Regions from separate parts of the Mus musculus genome. Here regions 1 and 2 are each linked to region 3. Evidence: chromatin contacts called from public promoter capture Hi-C data. All regions are on one chromosome and are shown on one strand. The core of a region is the stretch at or near the end of the contact, and the rest is flanking DNA. Distances in the headings are between cores, read along the strand shown.

What was found. Promoter capture Hi-C pulls out the DNA fragments that hold promoters and counts their contacts.
Region 1: a contact with region 3 is called in a promoter capture Hi-C map of frontonasal cranial neural crest. A contact is called at or near these places in 2 of 39 promoter capture datasets (frontonasal cranial neural crest and hippocampal neurons).
Region 2: a contact with region 3 is called in a promoter capture Hi-C map of hippocampal neurons, with 3 times the contacts expected there. A contact is called at or near these places in 2 of 39 promoter capture datasets (hippocampal neurons and pre-B cells) and 4 of 130 datasets of targeted methods (embryonic stem cells, extraembryonic endoderm stem cells, large pre-B cells and 1 more).

What each region holds. Positions count from the first base shown.
Region 1 is chr19:10,303,490-10,307,298 of GRCm38.p6, reverse strand. It overlaps Dagla (diacylglycerol lipase, alpha), which reads left to right and starts at 2,422. Exons shown (of 20, transcript NM_198114.2): 1 at 2,422-2,478.
Region 2 is chr19:7,492,442-7,495,767 of GRCm38.p6, reverse strand. Atl3 (atlastin GTPase 3) reads right to left here and starts at 1,330. Exons shown (of 13, transcript NM_146091.4): 1 at 1,107-1,330. The coding sequence starts at 1,152. Gm52401 (a long non-coding RNA gene) reads left to right here and starts at 1,974. Exons shown (of 2, transcript XR_003952920.1): 1 at 1,974-2,151; 2 at 2,721-2,974.
Region 3 is chr19:8,591,074-8,594,803 of GRCm38.p6, reverse strand. It overlaps Slc22a8 (solute carrier family 22 (organic anion transporter), member 8), which reads right to left and starts at 1,622. Exons shown (of 11, transcript NM_001164635.1): 1 at 1,512-1,622; 2 at 565-921. The coding sequence starts at 897.

The DNA.
Region 1 (3,809 bases), core at 1,173-3,672, 1.7 Mb before region 3:
TGCTCACTAGCCAGCCAGTCCAGCCAGTCAGTGAGTTAGAGAGTCCTGGTCCAGTGAGAGACAGTGTCTCAAAGAATAAGATAGATAAGGTAGACAGTAACACAAACACACACACACACAGAATGAGACAGACAGACTCCAGAGACCCTATGCACTGCCACTGAAGGCCTTGAAGGATTAAGACTTAGGTCAGCCTGCTAGCCAAATGAGACATGGCCAGAAGGCAAAGAGGACTAAGGAGTCAGAGGTAGGAAGTCATGGACTCCTTCCAGGAGTTCAAAAGCAGCTGCAAAAATAATGCCTGCAGCCTCTACCTGTGCTTCCTTGTTCCTCAGTCACATTGCTGAATTCTAAATAATTAACTAATTCCTTTTGTCTGTTTGGGGGTTGGTGATTGCACCCGGGATCTCATGTATGCTCAAAATAGAGCATTAGATGTTTAGTGTCTGATGGGAATGATCAAGATTGAAATCGCTTTTTCTTACCTTTCCCTTTCCCCTTTCCCCTAGTTTCACAATGACAATTTCCCAAACTTTCACATGCACAGAGATCCCCTGAGGGTTTTGTAATCAAGCTAAGATCTTGGGTCTGAGGCTCGGAATTTCTAGTAAGCTTCCCTACGGCATGTCCTTGTCCGTGTCACATACCTAGCTGAAAGAGTTCAGAGATTATGTTAGTAGCAGTGAATAATCCTGGTGTGGGATGCCCTACATGGGGCTCACTGATGCAGCTGACCAAGAACAGGACATCACCTTGAGAATCCCAGTAGTATTAGCCTCCCACATTATAGAACTGGTCAGAACTGGTTTGTCGAGGATTGGATACATGGGGATGATGATGATGGTGATGGTGGTGATGATGATGGTGTGTGTGTGTGTGTGAGTGTGTGTGCGAGTGTGTGTGTGTGTGTGTGTGTGTGTGTGGAACTTGTGTAGTTTTCTATGTGCCGGACAGCTAAGGGGTAGACTGTAGTAGACTATTTAGGGATGGCCACGTGGGCATGCTTTCTCCATTAGGAACTTTGGTGAGTAAGGAAAAGAGCTGATTTTGCAGAGTCCTTTCTGCCTGGCATCAGTTGATCTACCATGGTTCACAGGACCAATATAATTCTTTCTTCCAGGTGTCTGGGACTTTGAAGCAAGAGATATTATCTCCAACTGTGTGGTTTGAATGGACCATGACAATCTAGAGATAACGTCCCTGAACCCAGGCCTCCCCAGATTTCTGAACTTCCTGAGACATCGGGAGCTCCTCTCCAGGAATTCTTGAAGTGCTCATATTTGTTCCCCAAATCCATTTTCTTTACCTAAGCCAGAGCTTATCTTTGCAATAACCGTAGATGCTACCGAATTGCCTGGCGAGGGGCTGAACTCTGCAACGAGGAGAAGTCTGTCCCGGATGCAGGGTTTCACTTTCAGTCAGATGTCCACCTATGTCCTCCAGGCCTACAGAACAAGTCAATCATCCTGACGTCATTCTCAGAATGACGTCTGAGCCCAGGAAACATTTCACACGCTTGCTTTCTGCGTTACTTTCCTTTCGACCTCTCATATCTTTCTGCTCGACTTTGGAGACTTAACTGATTGCATCATCATGACCGCTAGATCCAATCTTACCTATGACCCCCTGTGCAGCTGCAGCTCTTAGCTTAGCCCCCATGTGACCTGATATCTCTAAGGGCAAGCCTGCTCCCACCCACTCCCCAGACTCAACCCAGAACACCAGCATAGCTGTGTCCCTGCCAAAAAGCAGCTTTCAGGAAGGCGAGTTGAGCGACTTGCGCATGAATGGATGGGCGTGTGTGAAGGAGAACAGGAGGGGCGATTTTCTTCATTTATCAGAAAATCAAAATTGATCAAACTCCCCTTTTGCTGTCAGGCACTATGCTGGGTGTTGAGGAGGGTGAGAGTAGGGGGGAAGAGGAGGACATAGATAAAGATGTGTCCCAACTCCTCAAGACGCTGCTAGGTCCCCTGAAGGAGGTGGAACCCATCTCTCTCCTTTCCTCCCCCAAACAAACCAGTTCTCCGGTGATCCTACTTGCTATTTTTCATCTCCCACGCTAAACCCTGTCACGCGGGACCTGAAGGAGGGGAACCCAAGCAGCTACCGTGCCCCTGTTCAGTGCCCACGGTCCAACCCCTTTCGTCTGCCCACGGAACCCCCGTGGAGGCCTCAGCCCCGCGCCCACCGCCCCCACGCGCGGGGATCCAGGGCTCCACCACCTCGGGCCTGCGCGCCTCTCCCCTCCCTGGCGCTAGGGGGCGCTGCCGCCCCACGGCCGTCGCCATGGTCACCGCTGGCGGCGGAGTGGGGTTTACGTAAAGGACGCAGCGTCCCCCGGGGGGCGGAGGCGGCCTTCGCGCCGGCGCCGGCGCCCTGCGGAAGCAACGTTAGTGAATAGGGGCCTTGGGGAGCCCAGGATGGAGGTGGCGGTCGCAGTGGCCGCGGCGGGCCGAGCCCTGCGGCGGGCCGGAGGTAAGGGGGCCCGGGCCGAGTCCCGGGCGCAGGAGCTCTGCGAGCGGCGTGGCGGGCTGGGCAATGTCCACTGCGCGCGGTGGCCGGTCCGACAGGTCCGCGGGCGGAGGTGCGGCTGCCACGCGCGCTCGTGGCAGGTGTGAGGTCCGCGGAGCCCCGGGCCACCGGCGTGGGGATGGTGACACGCATGGCACGGGCGTGGGCAACGTGGATACAGCACGGGCAGCGTGATTTTTCCTGGCGAGGGTGTCAGAAGACTCACCCCCGCCTTGGTGTAGCGGTGGCCGCCCAGGTGTGAGGAGGGTGCACCCTCTGTACAGGAGGGCGATGCACGCAGCTGGTGCTGGTGGGTGGCCAGCTGATGCTGGGCCGTGATGGTGCGGTGGGCATGGGTGTGAGAAAGTGCTGCCATTGCTTGGATGTTGGTTGGCATGGTTCTGGCCTTGGGCTTGACATGGTTTGGAGTGATGGTCCTGGGGGCTTAAAGAATCAATGTCCTGGGCATGACTAGTGGCTCCGGCCCTGCTGTGAGAAATGGCCTTGGCTTAGCGCAGTGCCCTGGAATGACTAATACTGTGAGGGAAGACAGGTGGCCCTCAGACCCTGGTAAATAAGAGGGTAAATACCCACCCTTACAGGGAGATCAGTAGGGGCGACGTCTCTGTCATGGGGCTCAGCATTAATGCCTGTTGGTGTGCTGGCCTTGGGGCAGAAGGCTGGAAGAAGGTTGGTGTTTTTTATGATGGATGAGAATAAGAGACACCATGTGTCTACCATGAGGTTCTTGGTTGCTGTCCCAGGTAGAGCTCTGCTCAGTTATGAACCTTTACCTGGCTCATGAGTCCTCCCCCATTTGGAGGAAGATGGGAGGAATAGGTGGTTCTCACTGGTGGTCCTTGTTTCTGATTATAGGAGACTCAGAAGGGTATAGAGAAGTAGCCCAGGCTACGTCGTCCCTGGGCCCTTCCTTTCACTTGGTTGATGGCGGTGCTACTGGGTTTCTGGGAATTGTATCTTTTGGGCTGCGTGGAAGATGGTTCTGTGGCTACTGGGAGTGTTTGGAGATTGCATATATCCTAACTAGTCTTCTGAGAAGCTTTGGAGAAGGTCCCCCATCTCTCTATCTCTTTCCTTCCCTCCCTCCCTCTATCTCTCCCCCCTCCCAGCCCCCATCTCCTTCCTCCTCTCATTGCCACATGATGTCCCACTTCACAGAGCATCAGTGGGCAGACCCCTAGAGACGTTGAAGACTTCAGGGTGTTATGGGTTTCTTGGGGGGGAAGGCACAGAAGTAGAAGCAAAGAGCTGAGCTTTGCATGAGAAGGGTGTTT
Region 2 (3,326 bases), core at 81-2,580, 1.1 Mb after region 3:
ATTGGCCTTATGCTTCACTAGGTGAAAATGTTTTTCACCCATACATCCCCTCACGCATGTAAAAGCTGCACAGGAATTTCTAGAATACAAGCTGGTTTTCGTAGGAAGCAAAACAGCCCTCATTTGATGTTGCAGTTTGTATGTAAGCTGAATACTGACATAGAGTACAAATCCTTAACGTAGGTTTTACTTAACTCCACTTCTCCAAAACAAAACTGAGAACCATGACGTTTTAGACTGCTAGGGGTTTTTTTTTTTTTTTTTTTTTTTTTCTTCACCTTTTGCAAAACATTCCACTTCGTACTCAAATTTGAAGACTGGGGTTTGCTAAAAAATTCTTCAAACACTACTGTTGACTCTTCTTTTTTTTTTCCTTTAGATTTCGCAACTGAAACTTGCAATCATTTCAGGGCCATACCCATTAAACAAGCACAGTGCCAGGTAAAATGACAGGCGAAACTGCATCCATGAATTTACGGAGGGACTATTTGGTTTTCATTTAGTACTTTTACCACCTCATTTTATGTCTCCGGCAAAGCCAAAGGAACCAAACTTACTTTAAAAAAAAAAAAAACAAAACAAAAAACTTGCAAAACAAAACAACCAAATTTAGGCCAATTCTTTTATCACCAAACATGGAGATAAGCGCGGGTGGAAAACGAACTTTACTAATACTTGTCAGTATCTCAAGGTCTTTTCGTTTAAAATAAAACCTTTCAACTCCAAGGCTGCACCGCAGCATTCCAGCACTTTAAGGCTCAACAATAAAGCCTTCCGCCGATCCCGGCCCGTTAAGACGGACCGCCAACCTCGCTTCCCGACCCGGAGCGCGCCACCGCCCGGCACGCCCTGCCCAGCACAGGGCGGAGCTCGACGGGCCAGAACACCAGGCCGCAGGAGGCCGCGGGCTCCCGGCGGAGACTGGGAACGTTCCCCGCTCCAGGAGCCCCGGCCCTGAATTCCGAGCCGAGACACCCGGCGGTGCGGCCTCCCGTCGCCACACCAAAAAAGGCGGCGGCAGGGACGGCTTGTCACCTCGGAGCCGAAGCACTGGGAGGCAGCGTGGGTAACCACGGACCGGGTCCCGGGAAAATTGGACGCCTCACCTGCTCCTCTCGATGCCACCGCTGCAGTTCGCTGAGGGGACAACATGGAGCCTCCTCCTTCAGCAGAAGTAGCAGAGGCAGAGAAGACAGGAGCGGGTTGAGGCTGCCCTGGAGGAGGGAAACAGGCGGAGCCTGGACTTGGGGAGAAACCGAGAAGGAGGGGCGCGCGGAGAAAGCCTACAGCTCAGGAGACAGCCCTGCCGATGGCGCAGGGCGTGACGAGGGCGGGAAAGCGCACGCGGCCGAGTCCCGCCACCGTTCGGTGCGCGTGCGCCGGAGCGGGGATCGTGCCGCGGGTACCTGTGACTGCGTACTGGAATGTCGGGTCCATCGGGAATTGTAGTTCGGCGTTTTCTTGGGCCCGGCCCCTCTGACCCGGGTGTTCGCCCTCATCCGGGGCGTAGAGGAAACGGAGGACAGGACTGGGCCGAGTGGGTCTTCCTACCGCTGAACTACAACTCCCATTAGGCCTTGCAAAGGGAAAAAAATGAGGAGGGCTCTCGGAAGACCCTGCCCGGCGCCTAACCCGGGGACCAGGGCCGGGCTTTGGCCACCCGGTTCCCGCCGGGAGCCCCCACCCGGCCCGCGTGCTGGGCTCTGGTGTTCCTCGCTGGCCAGGACTACAGGTGGTGGTATGAAAGAATTAACATGATGACGCGAACGCTTCGACTTTGACTTCACAAGGACAGACCATCGTGACTTCATTATCATCACCATCACCCCTAATCTCTGATCTGACCAAGGCTTACTAAAAGCTAAAGTAACGCCGGTCGTGGTGGCGCACGCCTTTAATCCCAGCACTTGGGAGGCAGAGGCAGGAGGATTTCTGAGTTCGAGGCCAGCCTGGTCTACAAAGTGAGTTCCTGGACAGCCAGGGATACACAGAGAAACCCTGTCTCGAAAAACAAAAAAACAAAACAAAACAAACAAACAAAAAGCTAAAGTAAGACCTTACTAAGTCAGGCTCCGGGTGGCACGCTGGTAATCCCAGTACTGGAGACCAGGAGAGGAGGATCAGGTGTTCAATACCTTCCTGAACTACATAGTGAGTCTCTGTCTCATTTTCGCGCGACCTCAGACTATTCTGAGCCATGACCCACCTTTTGTAAACTTTAGACTTCTAGGACCGTGATTCAAAGTTACTTTACAAAAGGAAGTTGTTGGGAAATGCTTTTATTCATACTTGACATATTGTGAAAATACAATTTGCCACAACTAAATACTGTTTTCTAACAAATCCTATAGATGGAGGTAGTGTCACCCCAGTGACTTGATTTTTCCTCACCATTGTTTCGTTCATTCAGCAAATGTTTTCTTTATTCCTTCGGCCTACCCTGAACTTCCCTCTATCTCTACACCCTGCCAAGCCTTTCAGCTATCTTTACTTCCTGAGCAATTATGCCAAAGGTTATGAGGTAAAAATTATTCGTAGCCTACCTAAAGAAATCCTGTTTACACTTCTTTAACCCCTCTTTGAGCCCCTTTACCCCCCAAACTCTCAAGACTGTTAGGAAACTCTCTTCTAGCTTTTAGATTTAAACCAAATTAGATCTTCTAGGCTATTGTGTAGTTGTTTCTTCTAAGGTGGACATGACCATTGCTGTCTTGAATCAGCCACAGGAGACTCATTGGAGGAAGGTGTATATCCAAGAGCAAATTGACCAGAAGGACTCTTCCATTACTGAAGCTGCCCATGGAACTCATCAGGAGTGCAGGTTCTTTGTGAATCACCCACGCTCCAGGTGAGATTTTTAATTTGTATAGTTGCCTATAAACTGCCCAAGGGACTTCCTGGTGATGTAACTGCCTTTGAGTCACCCGTGTACCTATAAGTGGCCTCAATAAACTCAATGGTTCACCAAGCTGAACTTGGATAGAATTCTTTCTTTGGTCTGTCAGTGCCCTTACCCCAGAATGACTAGGCCATTGTTTCTCTCTCCCAAGAAAAAGTAACACAGCATAGGCCAACCTGGTCCAGCAAGAAACTAGAAGTAAACATTAGGGGAAGAGATTAGTTCAAGAAGACATGACACAAACCCATTTTGTTACATGCTCAAAGAGGAGAGCCAAAGGGCAATGACTTTGTCACAACTGCAAATATTATTGTGTAAGAATTTAAAATCGCCCACACATCCTAGCATTCTCCAGTCCCCTTTTCTAAAGTATTGTTTTTTAATTTTTATTTTTTATTCTACATTACATCCAACTGCAATTTCTCCT
Region 3 (3,730 bases), core at 373-2,872:
ACCCTCTGGATCCACCCAGGAGCCTTCCAACCTTTGCAATGTGAAATCCCTCTGCTACCCAGCCTCCCTGCACCACCCCTCCCCCAGCCCCGCAAAGCTTTGCACAGGATGGAATGCTCCTCTTCTAGTCTAGTTAACCCCTTGCCTGCTGTTCTAATCTCAGCTCCAGGGATGCTTCTTTGAAGTGATTTCATCTCAAGCTACTCTTTTCTTGTCCCTATAACCAGTCCAAGGGTGGAAGATTGCAGCCCAAGGTCACTGCACAGCATGAGGTAACAAGTTATTCCACAAGGCTGTATAACACCCTACTAGGAGGAGAGACTGTACAGCTCAGCATCACTGGAGCTCAATACCACGCTATAGATTGTTGAAGGAATGCTTGGGCATGAACGAATCAAACCACTCAGTTCTTGTGCATTAGCACTGGGATCCTTCCTCTTTGCCCAGTTCCCATTCTTTCAATCCCAGGAAATCTAGGCCCCTGTGTTTTTTCTATCCACAAGTGCTGCACGGTATATGGAAGTACCTAAGGTGAGGTGGAAGGAGAGAGGGTGCCAGACATACCTCTGTCACAATGGTGTCTCTGGTGCTGTTGTAGATCCAGCCATCCAAGCATGGCTCGGTGGCCCCCTGGGTGTCATTGGGAAGACTGGCGTTTGGCAGATGCACGAAGCGGAGACACTTCTCAGGCTTCCCGTTTGGGCCCAAGGGGAGTACCCAGGGCTCTAGAGAGGCGTTGGGGGGCGGGCGACAGTGGTGGTCAGGGGTGGTGGCTGTGAAGATCTGTAGCAAGTTGTGGTTGGCTATTCCGAGGATTGGGAGGGCCAGCAAGGTCACATGCAGGTACTGGAAGGGGCCCATGCTTCCAACACGGTCCAGAATCTCGGAGAAGGTCATGGCACCAGGCAAGATGAACCAAAACTGTAGGCAAGGCATCAGGCCAAGAAGAGGTGTGTGTATGTGTGTGTGAATTGTATGTAGGCCTGTGGAGCATCATAGAATCACATGCATGAAGATGTACCTAGTTACATGTGTAAAGATTTGGGGTTCTGGTGTGTGGATGCATAAAGATGTACACAGTTGCAGAGAGGGATATGGGATACCAGTGTGGATGCAGTGCTATGTGCACATCTAAACTGCACTCTTGAAGGTCATGTGAATGCAGGCATGTGGCCCTGTGCTTATAGGTCGTAGATGTGTAGGCACAGGGCCACATAGTAGGGACCAAAGGTCCAGATTTGGATGTTGGTTGCCCAGGCGGGGTGTGGGTGAGGGTGAGAGAGAGGATAATACACATTTCCGATTGCTTCATGTGGGCTAAGAAGGATCTGCTCAAGCTCCAAGCCTCCTTGCTGTTCCCTGGGGTGAGTCCCCTGTGCTGGAGTATCAGAAGAATCCAAGTAGGTCCCTGAAGGCTTTAGGGGTTTGACCAATTACAGCGTTACAGTGAGGAAGCCTGGCTTTGGGGTGTTCTTGGGTGCTAGACTTGGGGGTCTTCAATCCCGTCTCACCTGGTGGTTGGAGCTGGATTCAGTTGGGCTGGAGCTGGATGCAGCAGTTGCCCGTGCTCTGTCCTAGGGTCCAGCAGCTGCTGTAGTAGGACAGCTCAGCTCTAACAAGCTGTTTGTGTCTCCCCTGGGGTGCCTTATATAAGGCATAAGCTGTTTCCTGGGCTAATGTTTGACTTTCTTTGGAAGATTAACATCCGGCAGGGGGAATGCTGTGCACCCACCAAGCCCAGCTCTCCTGAAAGGGCTGCCTCAGCCAAGGCTGTTGATAGGGTGGAGAGGGGGCTGGGGAGTGGAGTGTGGCTGAGCCTAGAGGCTGCTTGCTGGACAAAGGGCTTAGTGGCTCAGGGCATGTTTCCTAAGCGAGAATCTGGAAAAGGACTCAGGTCTGCGTGTCCAGAGTGCCTCTGAGCTGATGTTCAGAGGACCTGGAGTGGAGAACAACCAGCAAGAGAGGTGCTCCTGCACATGGGAGGCAGCATTCCTGCAATGGATCATCTTTCATACCCGGCTCCTGAGTAGATTCATGGAGAATGTTAGAACACACTCAGACAGAAAGGCCCAAGCACTGGTCCTTATGGTCTCAGAGGTACCGTGCCTTGGGCTCCTGGAAACACCAGGGCCATCCCTGTCTGAGTCTCAAACACAAGTGACCATCTCCCATCTACCTGTGGACTTATGCCACCGGCTGCTCTTTGGCTTCTCTCTGCAGTCCCAATGGCTTTGCTTATTTCTATGAGTACGGTTTAATTACCTAATAATGTGCATTTCTTGTATAAAACAGAAATTCTAACAAGCCAACACAAACTGAATTAAGTACATTCAGTTTCACCCAAGAGCCAGCTTGGGCAGGGAGTCTTGTGGTTTGTGGTTACTTTTCTCCTACAGACATGTCTAAGACAGGGTCTACCAGTCAGCTGGAAACTTGGTTGACACACTTATGGCAGGCCCTACTGATAGGACTGTCAGTTAGGAAACGGAGAAGTTAAGTAACTAGCTTAGGGTCCCCAGCAGGAAGTAGGTCAGGGGTGTGGCTTCAAGTCCATTTCTGCCCTTAAGCATCTAAACACACATACACAGACACACACAGACACACACACAGACACACACACACAGACACACACACACAGACACACACACACACAGACACACACACACACAGACACACACACACACAGACACACACACAGACACACACACACACACACACACACAGACACACACACACAGACACACACACACACAGACACACACACTCTCCCTCTCCCCTTCCTCCGCCTCTTCCTTCCTCCCTTCCTCTCCCCTCCCTCTCTTCTGCTTCTTCCCTCTCCTCTCCTCTTTGAGTGTTTGAGTCAGGATCTCGCTATATAGTTCAGCCTGGCCTTTAAGCCTCACAGCAGTCCTCAAGCTTTAGACTCCTCTCAGTTGCTAGGATCACCAGCATTCACTTGTGCTTCTGGTGTGAACCAGAGTTTTCTATGAAGTCTGCTTCTTTCTTAGCAAAGTTGCTTAACCTGCACTGCCTTTTAAGTCACAACTGGCTTGCTTTTAGCTGACTATTACCATTTCTGGGACCCCCCCCCCCGGAGATGCCCCATTCCACCTGCAATGCAGGGGAGGTGGGGTGGGGTGGGGTGGGCAGGATCAGAGATGGCCCACTTGGGGTTCTCTGTTTTGTCTGGTTGAGGTTTCCTGTCTCCTGGGCCCTTTTCTTAAAGGTGGCATCCAGCCTCCAAGTTAGGCCTGGGATCCTCCTGCTGAAGTGCCTGCCAGCTCTTCCCTCTACCACAAAGCAAGGTCAGATGACAAACCCTGTTCCAGCCCCTCCTCTTCGCTTACCACCTGGACTCAGCAATTATTGATGTTCTCCGAGTGACCTGAGGCAGGGTGAAATCTGGAGTCATCAAAGGAAGATTAAATTATACTCCAAGGCCGCCAAAGGGTTGTTTTAGGAAGGTTTTGACTGGGAGGCTTGCAGCAAGCTGGGCTGCTGCAGCTAACCCCCTGTTCTGGGTGTTCACCCTCACAGAGATGTTCTTTTCTAGTTCCTAATTGGCCTGGGCTGTCCGTCTGTTCCTGTCCCAGTGGGATGTTGTTTAAAGGCGCCTGGTGATTTCCCTGAGGCTTCTGGGGTTGAGCCAGAGTATACATAGCCCAACAGCTCAGTGAGGGGCCGCTGTATCCGGGCAGCGCCCCCGGCCCCCAGCGGATGTGCATGGGTT